Regions from separate parts of the Mus musculus genome. Here regions 1, 2 and 3 are each linked to region 4. Evidence: chromatin contacts called from public promoter capture Hi-C data. All regions are on one chromosome and are shown on one strand. Each heading gives the region's core, a stretch centred on a gene start, on an enhancer-like site or on the middle of the called end of the contact. The rest is flanking DNA. Distances are from core to core; before and after follow the strand shown.

Region 1 (2,987 bases), core at 85-2,584, 370 kb before region 4:
AGCCCCGTAACACCCCTACAGAGCCAACCCCAGGCTCAAGTCTGTGTGGGATAACTATGACCAAGTTCCAAGGAGACTGAGTCAGACGCCCATCACTGGGAAATCTTGCTTTAAAACACACTCAGGGCTAAGGAATTGCTAACTTGCAGGAAAGTCCATGGATGACGTCATTGTCCTCGGTCCCCAAATCCTGTGCACATTTGCAAGCATGTGCTTTCACACACATTTCTGTGCAGGGAGTACGTAGATTTTTTTAACAGACTCTGAAGAATTTCATGTTTATAAAAAGATGCGACATCCTGGGTCCGGACGTTGCTAGACCCAACTGTTCTCGCTCTTTCCTTCTAGACCTATTGGAACAAAACTAGGAGTCTCAATTCATTCTTCCCGAGATTAGATCTAGACGACACATTCTGGAACATGTGACACCCCTTCTTCCATGGGAAAACAGTCTCTCCTCCTCTCCAATCGTCCGGGCCCCAAGTTGCCAGTGCGCTTGAGAACCTGGACCTGTTTTGTAGCGTTCAGATGCGCAACCTGCCTGCTCCACACGTGGTTTTTGTTTGTTTGTTTGTTTGTTTTGTTTTGTTTTTCCTCCCGCGGAGCGCAGTACTTTGCCCAGTGCCTTCCATCTAATTTACTTTGACCTGAAAGTCATGAAGGGTGGTTTTTCCTCAAGCCCCTCCTGGAACCCCACAGGCGCGACACCCCACAGCTGCGCCAGGTGGGCTGGCAGAGGCACACTCACACATTTCTCTAAGTTCTTTAAGTCTTATCGAACTTGTCAGACCTGCTCTCCCTAAGTCGCCGAAACGCCGGTGGGATCGCTCAACTCCCTTGCACGTATGGTCCGGGAGCCAGTCTAGAGCAGGGCAAGGGGCCACTCTCTTATCTGCGCTCTCCCAGGCTCCCTCCACGTGTCCCCCCACCCCCACCCAGCTCCCTCCATCACCCCCAGACCCACTGCGATCCTCTCAGCTGGACTCCTGGCTCAGTTCCCAGAAGATGTGACCCCCACACACACACACACACACGAATCAAGTTCAGCTGGGCGTTGGGGTCCCCCTCTGCTCCCCTGTTCCGGCGCATGATGCTCCCTACCCGGCGTCACCCTCAGCGGGAGCAACAGTAGCAACAGCAGCAGCAGCAACACAGGAATGGCCTGGACTCCATAGCCCCGGAGCTGCGGCGAGGCCATGGCCAATTGTCCCCAGCAGTGACCCAACGGGACGCAAGGCTGGGGTCCCTGGGAGGTGGCGAGCTCAGCTCCAGGACCAGACCGCTGCTAAGGAGTATTCGCTTTCGCTTTTGCTTTAGCCCCCGGATTGCAGAGAGGTGCGAAGTGGTGACAGATCTGTGACTCAGCATCCCCACCCCTGCTTTGGAAGAAGCCCCGGCAGCCTGCAGTGACGCCCCCTCCCCAGTTGGGCTGCTCCTGTCCCCCGAAGCGCGCGCGGGGGCCCTCACCCGTAGAAGCCGGCGATCTCCCTTTTCATTCCTTAATGCTGTCTTCCCTGCAGAGGCAAACTCCTTTGAATCCACTCTGCGCCCACACCTGACTTCAGCCTTGTTCACTTGTCATCTGTCCTGGCTGCTGACCTTCAGATTTCAACTTTCAGAGTTTCCCTCTAAGTAGCCCTGAGCTTGACTGTCCGTGCTCTGTGTCCTTGGGCGACTGCATAGGTGTCGCCCCAGTGCAGCCAACGGGAAGTTCTGGGCGGACGATTCTACACCCGGGTCACTTTCCTGGTGCACTCGGGCTCCAAGCTGCTCCTGGCTTCCACACAGCTGCTCCTGGCTGCCTGCCTGCAGTGGTGCTGGCAGTGGCCAGGCCTTGGACACTTTGCCTTCTTCCGGCTGTACCTTTCCAACTCAAGAAAGTGCCAAGTGTTTGAAATGGAAGAAGGGGTGAAGAGGAGAGGGAGGGGAAAGAATAGAAAAAGGAGGAAAGACAGGGAAGAGGAAGAGGGGGAGAGAAAAAGATATAGAGAAGGAAAAGGAGAAGAGGAGAAAGAGGAGGGAGGAGAGGGGGAGGGGAGAGAAGAAGAGGAAAGGAAGAGGAGGAGGAAGAAAGAAGGAAGGTACATTATTCATCTTTGTACCTCACATATAATTTCTTTAGTCAATACACAACTCTTCAGAGTCTAAGAAAGACATCCCCTTCTAAGTGTGTGGATTAATTAAAAACAAAAAACAAACAAACAAAAAAAACTTTACTGGAATTTTAAGTCCCATACTGTGGAGGACCAGATCTGGGGAAGGGGTGGGGGGACAGACGGACATGAGTGCTCAGTCAGAAACGCCCTTAAATATGTAGATGTGGCGTAAGAAGACAGACACGCCTGCCTTTCAGTCTATAGGTCCCTAAATACAATCTGGCACCATAATGAAGCTACTGAGAGAACGCATGCTGATTCTGTTTGGAAAGAATGGAATGACGTGTGATTGAAGTCACCCATCCCCTAGGCATGGTGGACAACAGTGAGCTCTATACTTGACCCTCTTCCCTAAAGAGTCTTAAGATTGGCACAATAAATATGAAATACACACAATAAAAATTCAGAGAGAGGATCAGAAACCACATATTCCAGTCTCTTATAGTCAATGAAAAACCTGGAGAGATAGCTCAGCGGTTAAGAGTACTGGATGGAGAGAGAGAGAGAGAGAGAGAGAGAGAGAGAGAGAGAGAGAGAGAGAGAGAACTGTATGCTCTTCCAAAGGTACTGGGTTCCAACACTCACATGGTGCTCATCACTGTCCATAATTCTGGTTTCAGGGGATCCAGCTCCCTCATCTTTGGGCATTGCATGCACACAGTACACAGACAAATGTATAGTCAGCATTCACACACGTTTTTTAAAAAGTATAATGAATGCCAACATTTTATGTGCTTCAAACTTAGAAACACTCCTTTTATGATGGACATTTTCAAATATCAAAAAAGGAGAGGTAGCCAGGCATGGTGGTACACACTCCTGAGTCCCAGC
Region 2 (3,389 bases), core at 267-2,766, 440 kb before region 4:
ATTACATTTCCATACTCTTTCGACGGGAAACGATTGCCCTAACTAAAGAACCAAACCCACACGAAAGGGAGGTCGGGGAGAAGATTAGAAGCTGAGAAAAGTTATAAATCTAACGAACACACTGAAAAATACATGAAAATCTGCGATTCTTCAGGGAGTGTCGATATAGCTTTTCTGGACCGTGGGTTGGGCACCTACCAGTCCGCCTTCTTCAAGGAGTCCACGACTGCACCTCGGCCCAGGAGGTAGCGCACGCAGTCCCGGTGGCCCATAGAGGCAGCTTCGTGCAGAGGCCGCTTGTAGTCTCGGTTGGTAGCCTCGATGTCCATACTCCAAGCCTCCACTAGGTACGCTAGGATATCCTGGCGTCCGTGGCGTGCTGCACAGTGGAGAAGGGTGTCTCCGGCTGGCCCCCGGCAACCTCTAGCTACCGCCAGTTCCTCCTGAAGGTCACGCAGTCGGCCCTCTTGCACCAGCCTGCAGAGGCGCCGCGGATCCCCAGGCAGAGCCATCGCCCTGGACCAGGATGGACAAAAGTAGGAGGAAGACCCAGGTTCAGTCTTAGAGCAGATCTGTGCTATGATAGGTTGGGAGGTGAGAGAAGGCTGGCGCTTCCGCTTCCGCTTCCTCCACGTGACCCTTTTCCCCGACTCTCGGCACCGCCCCCTGCCCGCCCCCAGCCAGATTCTCTCCGCTAGCGTCTTTAATGCTTCTTGCCCTGGTTTGGAAGTCACAGTCTCCAAATGTAGAATGGTGTCCCCTCAGGCGACAACATGCACACTCGTAGGTCATTCTGGTTACCGCGCATCACACACGCGTACTCGTCAGGGTGGGGCCTCGGGCTCCCAGGGCTTGGGGTAAGGCTGTGTGCACCTGACATCCTGGAGCTGTCCCTTGCACCCGAGTGAACTGGGAACGGAAGACCTATCAGAATGGAGGGTGCCAGTGTACCGCGAAGTCCTGCACGCGGGACTTCTGGCCTCGCATCCCAGATGTGGTCTGCTCTCCACCGGACAGCTTCTGGGAATGTTTGCTGGGCTGCTCCGGTGGTAGCTGCACAGGCAGTCGAGAGCACGCTGCCCACCACCCTGGAACCTAGCTGGCCCACCCCTGGCCTGAGGATGTCTGCCGGACTGACAGCCGCATCCTTCGGCTGACCAGGCTCACAACAGCAAGGGTTTCTGGGGCCTCTCAGAGCTGGAACGGTGTCCTTGTGCTCCGCCCGATCCTCACCCAATCCGCAGCCGACCCCAGCCCCCTCCCCGCCCGCTGCTGTCTCCTGGGCCCCCGCGGGGACCCAGGGAGCTCTAAGGAACTCTGGGAAAGTTTCCTTCGCCTCCTCCGCGGTGGCGAAAGCACAGACGGGGCGTGGCTCTCAAGACACTGAGCCACGCCCCCTCCCGCTTCGCGTACGGATTGGTTCCAGAGTCTGTCCGTCCGCGTGACCCTTCCAGTTCGGAGTGCTTCGATTGGTTCACGGGCCTGTCCGTCGTCTCCGGTGGGAGGGTGCGTCTTGGCAGCGAAGAGGCGGAGCTCGCGGAGGAAGTCTGCAGTCGTCTGTGCTCGCTGTCTGGGCCGAAGGAGGGGCTTGCTGGTCGGGGAAAGGCTGAATGTCCGGCGGCATCGCCTGGGTGGTGTCGCCGCCGGGGTCCTGGGCCGGGCCGCCATAGTGCGTGAGACCGTGGACTTGGCGTGGGGTGCGAGCCGGGAAAACTTCCTATTGTGGGGTCTCCCGCGCAGGGGTCTTGGCCTCGGGGGTGGGGCCCTAGCTGAGGGTGGGCGTAGGAGCTGGCCGCGCCCGCGGTGGTCAGGAGTGGGCCTGCAGAAGGAGGTCGGATGCTCTCTGCAGACCCGCATCCCTTGGCCGCTCCCTGAGGCTCCGGAAGGGGCAGCACCTGAGAAGACAGATCCTCTGCCGCTGGCAAGCCTGGCTTGTCTCCACTGTAATGTTTTTGACCTTGGGCGAGTCATTGTATGCAGCTCCTGACGTTGGTGTTCGCCTTGGTAGTCTCCCACCCCCTCACCTGAACAGGTGATGGTGGTTAAGGGGACGCGAGAAGGCCTGGGGGGCTTTTGGAGGGTTCTTTGAGACCCGAGCCCGCTTTGTTGGCTTCCTTTCGAGGAACTAGACATTTAACCTAATGGTGTTTCCGTTTGGGAAGTAAAATGGAAGTCGCTCCTGCCAGGTTTAAAACAATTTCTTTGCATTTGGCAGTACATTCTGGTTCACTAAGCGCCTGACATTGTCTATTCCATAAACAGCCCATAGGTAGCATTCAGGTTTTAGAGACGAGGAAGGACGTCAAGGCCAAATGAAGTTAGTGATTTTTGCCACGTATTGGAAAGTTGAGGCATCTGATAGTTTCAAACTTTTTGCTACTTTGCATGGTTTTAAATCTCAACGTTTGGGAGACTGAAGCAAGAGGACCTTGAGTTCGAGGTTCGAGGCTAGTCTGGGCTGCCTACTCCTTCCTTACAAATGATTTCACGTGGTCTTGCCTTATCTCTCTTAAGTTTCTGGTCCTTTAAACAAAACCGAGAATCCTGGTTTATAAAAAGATGAAATTGGTTATTTAATTGGTATTCTAAATTAGATTCTGCCTCTCCTCTGCTCTATGAATTTCCTTTGCTCTGTGTTTTCCTTTGGGAAACTAGATATTTTTGGTGAATCTGCCTCCATAGCCCTGGTGATTTTTCTGGAGAGCGGTGGGTATTTATGCTTTAAGTTTATGAGTAGGGCTAGTACTTCTCTCTCTGTCTGGTTGAGCTGCCCATTTCTTCAGTGAAGGTCTTTGGAGGCCTTCAATTCCCTTGTAACTAACTGTCAATGGAATTGGGATATTCGATCTGACTTTTGCTGTGTTTCATGGATCTTTGGTACTTAGATGTCGTTGAGGGATCAAGGGATCAGTCCTTTAACATGTTTCCTGGTTTATGAATACATAAAAGTATTTGAATTCTAATTTCAAATGTGTTACTGTCGCATACACACACACACACACACACACACACGCCCATCTTATATTTCTCTGTTCCCCCAGGCTGACTTTAGTTTAGAAAAATTTAGATTTTTTCTTTGCTGTTCTGGTTTTGACAAAACTTGTAGAAATTATCACCAAAGCCAGCTCTTACATTGTCAATAGTTATTCGCATGCTCTTTGAAGACTTTTGATGTTTCATAGAACTCGAGGGAGCTTTAACTGGGTGTTCTACAGAACCTCTTAAAATAATCTGGACATGATGGCACACAGTTGATCAGCCTAGCATTTAGTTGGCCTAAGACCCTACTTCAGCAAAACAAAGCAGACCAACCACCAATCAAAACAACAACCAAACCACAAGAAGAAACCCTGAAAATTATTTTTAAAATGGAAACTTTAGGCCTTTCA
Region 3 (3,084 bases), core at 190-2,689, 290 kb before region 4:
GAATCTGAATTTCCCCAAGCCAGAGCCCCATTCCTGTTGCTTTCTGGCGCAGTCAAAAGGGTCATCATACCATCCTGAATATGCCCAGTCTTATCTCAAGAAGCAGACAGCAGTGCCAAAAGCCTTGGTCAACCAGATGGTTGTAGTTGCAGGAAAGTGTGTGTGTTGGGAAGGGGAGATAGACAATTCTAACGACAGTGACTGTGGGCTGAGTAGGTACATAAAGGAAAACAAACTTAACTATAAAATATAAAAGTCTGTGGCTAGAGAATTGGCTCAGTGGTTAAAAGCACTAACCTCTCTCCTAGACGACCCAGGTTTTAATTCCCAGCACCCAAATAGATGCTCACAATCATCTGTAACTCTAATCCCAGAGGATCAAAGCCCTCTTCTGACCTCCATGGGAACTGTACACACATGGTGCACAGATTTACATGCAAGCAAAACACTGATACACACTAAAAATAATAAAATAAAATTTAAAGATATTAATGTAAAATTCAGAATGGATTTAAAGAAAACCATGCATGTTGCTGTATGCCCATAATCCTAGCATCTAGGAGTCAGAGGCAGGAGGACCATAGCAACTTTGAAGCTAGCTTGGTCTACAGAGTAAACACCAGGCTAACCAGAGTTCCTTAGGGAGCCCTTCCTCTCCCAATGACACAGGAAAGAATTAGAATAGTGGCTGCCCTTCCCCAGCTTGTGTTGTGGTAGGGTCATGACAGGAAGCCCAAGCTGGTATTGAACTTAAGATCCCTCTTGCCTCAGCCTCTCTAATTCCAGAATTACAAGCATGGGCCTATTCCCAAGCTGGGTATGGAAATGCTTGGCAAGTTCTTCCACTGAGCCATGTCCACAGCCCTCAACAACTCCTAGTTCTAGATTTAATAAATCGTTTGTAGCAACTTTATAATCTCAATTCTTTAAGCACAATTCTTTAAAGCCATGTTCCTACCAATCCATTATTTCAAGCAAGAAATATAAATCTAGGTATAGACAACATCTGTGTATTGCATCCTAGCTACTAGGAGTACTGAATAGAAGTTGTCATCTTCTTGACCCTCTTTCTAGTCTTCTTCCAAGAAGAAGAAGTTGATGGGCTAAGTCTAGTGAGCATTGGCCAATATTTTTGCTCCCAAGAGAATGAATGTACAAAGGGTGGTGTAAGCTCTCTGCTCTGAAGCAGGTCAAGACAAGCCTCTTCCTCCATAGAGTAGCTGAACAAGAGTCTCTTCCCTACCCCAACTCCCCACATGTAAGTCCCAAGCCTCTAGTCATTTATGCCTCAGATCCATCATGTATTCCAATCTAGATTTACCACAGTGTGGATACTTTAATCTTCATGTTCCATTTATTTCCCCAAAGCTTCAGTAGTCAGAAAGGAGTGAGGTGAAATGAATGAGCGCCCTGGTTTCTTCCATTTTCTGTTGCTATAACAACAGCAACAACAAACCCTGAGATAGTGATTACGTCATGAGTCATGGTGCATCCTTGTTATTCCAGCACTTAGGAGGCATAGGCAGAAGGCTATCCTATGCTACATGAGGCCCTGTCTCCACAGCCTCCTCTCCATCACCCCAAAATGAAAGTTTTTCCCTAAGTCTTTCTAGATTTAGGAGACTGGGAATTTCCAAACATGGCATCAGAGTGTTTTAAGCTTCTCACGAAGACTTCATATTGCTTCAACCCATGGAAGAAAAAGGAAAGGCAAGCAGATATTTTTGGAGCTGACAGAAAGAGAGGGGCAGCCGGGCGTGGTGGCACACGCCTTTAATCCCAGCACTCGGGAGGCAGGGGCAGGTGGATTTCTGAGTTCGAGGCCAGCCTGGTCTACAAAGTGAGTTCCAGGACAGCCAGGGCTATACAGAAAAACCCTGTCTCAAAAAAAAAAAAAAAATGAGAGAGAGGAGGGGGGGCAGCCTGCTTCATGACAAGCTGTTCCCATGAGAATGGCATTAGTCACAGCTAACGGTCTAACCGCCTCATGAAGGCTCCCATCTCCCAGCAGCAGCACCACCACAGTGACAACCGAATTTCGACTTGAGATTTGGAGGGGACAGACCACATTAAAGGACAGCCGAGTGAAGTTCCAGTTCTGTGGGTATAGTAGAAATGATCTCACACTGAACAAGGCAGTAGGGCCTACAGCTGCTTGCCCCCTTAACCCCGGGCGATTCTATGGGGGCTGCTCAATTCCAAGACCTTCTTTCCTTCTCGATGGTGCAGAGCCAAGCCACCTCGTGGTCTCCAACAGCCCCCATGTGAATGTGAAGAAGAAGTTTCAGACTTCCTTTCTTTTCTGGAACAATGTTCATATCTAGCGGAGCAAAATGTCCTCTTTGGAGCACAGAAAACCAGCACTCCAAGAGAGACAAATATTAAATTCTAATCTTCAACTTTTCTTTGTAATAGAAGTGACCTTTGTTTTTGTTCAAGGAAAATCTCTAAATAGAAAGGAAATGAGAGGTAGGAAGCAAAGAGGAAAGAAAATATCTGTTAAGGGGAAAAGTCGAGAAATTCACCTGAAGGCTTCTCTGAAGGTCACACTAACAGATGTTTTGATAAAGCCATCCTCTCTGGTGCACTGTCCTACCTTCACTGGCAAGTTAGAGTGAGAGAAACCAAAACAACACCTTTCCCTTTGTCCTGAGGACATGACTTTGCAAGACCTCAATTTATCTGGTCTCTGGGCTCTTCATCCTGATGCTTAGCTCACACTACGGAACAGTCTGGTTTAATAAAGCATTTTAAAGCCCATGATGGGAGAAGTTACAGACCCTAGTATGGACGCTACTGCCCCTCCTCTAAGTGGATATCAAGCTGACTTCTAAATATTATGTTTACATTTATATTTGCTCAGAGGAGAGTCATTTTTCTGTAGTGGGCAATGCTAACTTCAGAGACTCAGTCTGTCAAAACCCTGGGAATATGTGATGGTTGAGTGCCCGGCCAACAATGGAATAGCTATGTCACTCCCTCTGAAGCACAGGAAAATCCAAGAAGACAGGGCAGGAAAAATGTGAGAGTTGGAAGAAGTGGTGGGGTGTCGTGGAATTCTGCCTTGTGGGCATGTCCTGGCTG
Region 4 (3,383 bases), core at 696-3,195:
ATATTTTGACCAGTTGTGATTTTGTTGTTGAATGCTGTCCACTGATTCTAATTGTTTCCGTGAATATTTCTTGAAGATCTTCTATGTGTTAGGACAGCTACTCTAGATTTTGCTATTATTCACCTCGAGGAGACTATCTCTCAATGCATTATGCTATCCTTGTCTTCAGAACATACCTGCATCCCACAGTTTTAGGCTGTCACAAAAGGCATAACAGAACTCTCTAGTGGTTTTCCTTTCTTTTTTTCTTTTTAACCAATAAGATACAATGTGATCCTTACATGCTAAGAACTCCTAGCTCAAAAGGAAGCTCAGTAGATATTAAAACATCCTGAGAGCCTTAAATCCAGCCAAAAGAAGTAGATGATTCCATGATAGTCATTCCATGACTGTACATGTATTGGAGTATATGGGGTTCACAGCAGAGTAAGGCCAGCCAATAGGAAGGAAACCTTTCTGCTTAGTCCTAGCCTCATCTCACCAAGTCCTAAAACTAAAGCACATGGCTCAGCAGTCATGACTTACTTTCTATCTTGATGGGTAACGAACAGCAGCAGCAACAGGCGGCATTGTTCTGGAGGCTGCAGGAACCTTTCAGCAAGGAGGTGATATGGTTTTATAAACAAGTTTTATTGAGATATAAATCTCACAAAACAGCCATTTTAAAGTCCACACTTTATTGTTCTACATATTATCAGAGTTGTGTAGTTATCACCACAAGCTGACTTCAGGACATTCTGATCACCCCTCACAAAGGGTTTGTGCCCGTTAGCACTCAGTTTTCCTTATGCTCTGAGCTTGAAATCGATAACCTATTTCTTGTCTCATTAGATTTGCTTGTATTGGACTTTCTATGTAAATGGGATTCTATTCTGTGTACTCTTTTGTGCCTTCTTCGCCTATGTAGGTTAGTGTTTCTGAGACTTACTACTATTGCACCTCGTATTAGCCACTTTGTTCCTTTTAACTGTTGAGTAGTATTCTATTATATGGGCACACCCCTTCTGCCTGTCGGTTGATCGCCTCTGATGTTGCTCCTTTTTGGCTACACTGAATGAAGTTTCAAAGAAGCTTTGTACAGGCCTTCTTATGTGCACGTGTCTTCGTTTCTCTTGAGTACACAACTGTAAGAGTAATGGTTAGCTCATGTGGTAAGTTTATTTATTTTTTTCTTATAAAGGAAAATATTTAATTGAGGGCTGGCTTACGATTCAGAGGTTTGGTCCATTGTCATTGTGGGAAGCATGTCAGCAGGCAGGCATGGTCCTGGAGAAGGAGCTGAGAGTTCTACATCGTGATCTGAAGGCAGCAGGAAGAGGGTGAGTGTACAGTTTTTTTTTAAAAAAATCTTTAATTGCCAGACTATTTTTTAAAAGACACATTGCACAATTTTTACAATAGTATTATTCACAGTGTAGCAGCTAATGATATTGAACATCTTTTCGTATTGTTACTAGCTATTTGTCCAGATTTTAGAGAAAAAAAAATCTATTCAATTCCTCCATTTTTAGCTCGGGCTTTTGTTATTTTCTTGCTGAGTCATAAGAGTCATTATGTATTCTACATGGTCCATACAAGTAAAGGATTGTTTGCGTAGTGTCTTACACATAGTAGGCCCTCAACAAATATCTGTTTGAGTAATCGTATGAACGTGAGTGGCTATGGGCTTCGGCTATGGATGCACAGGATCATGACATTAAGAATTAGCTCCTTCTTTTTTTTTTTTTCCTTAGGTGCAGACTTTGAATCAGAAGGCTCGTTTGTGTTGCTTGCCTCCAGCTATTGATGGGGCCTTGGGCTGCATCATCCTGGGCTAGCCTGGCAGCCAGTGCCCTGGAGCCAGCACAGGGCCCCTTCATTCTCTTTCTTTTTCTTTGGCACAGAGAGTGTCTTGCGACAGGTTGAATAAGCAGCCTGAAGGTTTGCCAGCGTCATGAGATGAGGAAGCACAGCAAGAGAAAAAGCGGGAGGCTGGGCTGTAGGGGAGGGGCAGCGGAAGCTTGCCATCATGTGGTTTAAATGGCTCAAACGCGATTAAAGGCGGGCATCAGTGCAAGCCCTTTAGCCTTCCAGGAAGCCTGGCCCTTCCCTTGGGTTGTTTGTTTAGCATGGTCTGGTGGGCTGGTTTGGTTACTTCCCCAAACTCATGAGCAAAGAGTGTTCTAGGTAGAGCGGGGATGTGGTCATTCCAGCCACGGAGGCAACTGAATTTAGGGTACCTGCATCTGAACTTAAAAACTCTAGGTCCAATCAAATTGTCACTGTGAAAAATGTCTGACACAGAGGGGACCATACCGAGTAGAGATGGAGGGAGAAGTAAGTGCTAGAGTTTTGTGTTCTTTTTTCTGCCGCTAGTATGTGGAAACAAATTTGAGCGCACATCTCGTGAGGTGCACATGAGACTGGAGAGAAAAAGCAGCGTTGAAGTTATTAGGCCAGCAGAAGGAACCGGGGTTGGATCGCTGCATTAGATCTGAGCTGAGTTAGTGACCACATGGAGATGTCCCTCATAACTCTCTTCCTAAATTTTCTCACCAAAACACCCAAATCCTTCTGCCCTGGCTTTCCTTAATTTACAACATGACCCCCTTTTAGTGCCCTACGCAGTTAGCTACAGTCTACTCTCTGTCTTCTTCACTCCCTGATCTTAGGGGGAAGACGTCATGGTGTGTTGGTTGATTCTAGAAACCTTGCGACACAGCAGGTGGCTGCAGAGGAATTACTGGTAGTGAAAAATAACAGCCAGCCCCCACCCCTTCTCTTGCAAGTGTCAGGAAGAGGAAGTGACATAGGAGAGTAGACAGCTTGCATTACAACATGGGAGGGTGAGTACCATATCAGGAGACTGACCATGTCTCAGATACCCATGGACAATGCCACTCCTCACTTGGTAAATGACAAGAGTGAAGCTCACTTCAGTTGGTAAGTTTATGGGTCTTCTGCACGGGAGCATTTAAGAAACTCAGCAACAACTATCTCCTGGTTGGCGAACATCTTCTTAGGTGCTGAAAGCATTGCTCATCAGCTCTCTCCTTTCTAGAACCTACTATCTGTGGCTCTTCCTGGGGAATTGTAAGAGAACTGAGCAGACCATGACCCCAAACTCTCTGTCAGCAACAGTATTTGCACTGTCATCTGTAGTGTTCTTTGCTGGTTTCAGGGAGGTTTGCACTGGTCTGTTTGTGTGACCTGAGTGTTTACCCAGTGAATACAATCAATACGATCCTTTCATTGATGAAGAGACTGAGCTCAGGAGGGCAAAGAGCTCCACAAAGACCTGTCTACTGAGAGTCCTTGATCACATGACCTGAGAGGCTCGCTGTCAGGGCTCTGAATCACTTTATGACAAGCAGGTTTTCCCCTTTATTTCCTACAATACACCC

The links. Promoter capture Hi-C pulls out the DNA fragments that hold promoters and counts their contacts.
Region 1: a promoter capture Hi-C map of pre-B cells shows a contact between it and region 4, with 4 times the contacts expected there. The contact joins the promoter of Il15ra here to the enhancer-like site in region 4. A contact is called at or near these places in 10 of 39 promoter capture datasets (the C10 cell line, the HPC-7 cell line, HPC-7-derived erythroid cells and 5 more), 2 of 15 datasets of contacts at CTCF or cohesin (embryonic stem cells and large pre-B cells), 30 of 484 Hi-C or Micro-C datasets (B cells, the C10 cell line, CD4 T cells and 19 more), 13 of 115 datasets of contacts at active chromatin or transcription factors (the 230-238 cell line, DN3 thymocytes, the SCID.adh cell line and 9 more) and 3 of 9 other capture datasets (adipose tissue, embryonic stem cells and liver).
Region 2: a promoter capture Hi-C map of pre-B cells shows a contact between it and region 4, with 6 times the contacts expected there. The contact joins the promoter of Fbh1 here to the enhancer-like site in region 4. A contact is called at or near these places in 6 of 39 promoter capture datasets (the C10 cell line, the HPC-7 cell line, liver and 2 more), 9 of 484 Hi-C or Micro-C datasets (B cells, the HPC-7 cell line, LSK cells and 6 more), 7 of 115 datasets of contacts at active chromatin or transcription factors (the 230-238 cell line, bone marrow-derived macrophages, large pre-B cells and 3 more) and 2 of 9 other capture datasets (adipose tissue and liver).
Region 3: a contact with region 4 is called in a promoter capture Hi-C map of pre-B cells. The contact joins two enhancer-like sites. A contact is called at or near these places in 4 of 39 promoter capture datasets (the C10 cell line, hippocampal neurons, neural stem cells and 1 more), 1 of 484 Hi-C or Micro-C datasets (bone marrow-derived macrophages), 2 of 115 datasets of contacts at active chromatin or transcription factors (T-cell acute lymphoblastic leukemia and microglia) and 2 of 9 other capture datasets (adipose tissue and liver).

Annotation. Positions count from the first base shown.
Region 1 is chr2:11,704,059-11,707,045 of GRCm38.p6, reverse strand. It overlaps Il15ra (interleukin 15 receptor, alpha chain), which reads right to left and starts at 1,334. Exons shown (of 7, transcript NM_008358.2): 1 at 1,102-1,334. The coding sequence starts at 1,198.
Region 2 is chr2:11,775,712-11,779,100 of GRCm38.p6, reverse strand. It overlaps Fbh1 (F-box DNA helicase 1), which reads left to right and starts at 1,516. Exons shown (of 21, transcript NM_015792.2): 1 at 1,516-1,669. The coding sequence starts at 1,669. It overlaps Ankrd16 (ankyrin repeat domain 16), which reads right to left and starts at 1,348. Exons shown (of 7, transcript NM_177268.4): 1 at 199-1,348. The coding sequence starts at 512.
Region 3 is chr2:11,622,281-11,625,364 of GRCm38.p6, reverse strand. No RefSeq gene overlaps it. Among named protein-coding and RNA genes, the nearest start is that of Il2ra, 19 kb to the left of the region's middle. Within about 2 kb of position 1,439, at least 35 of the 459 cell types and tissues checked have an H3K27ac peak or open chromatin away from gene starts, as enhancers often do. A contact at or near this core is called in pre-B cells, where this site is marked.
Region 4 is chr2:11,332,058-11,335,440 of GRCm38.p6, reverse strand. No RefSeq gene overlaps it. Among named protein-coding and RNA genes, the nearest start is that of Gm13293, 5.7 kb to the left of the region's middle. Within about 2 kb of position 1,945, at least 129 of the 459 cell types and tissues checked have an H3K27ac peak or open chromatin away from gene starts, as enhancers often do. A contact at or near this core is called in the 230-238 cell line, B cells, CD8 T cells and 16 more, where this site is marked.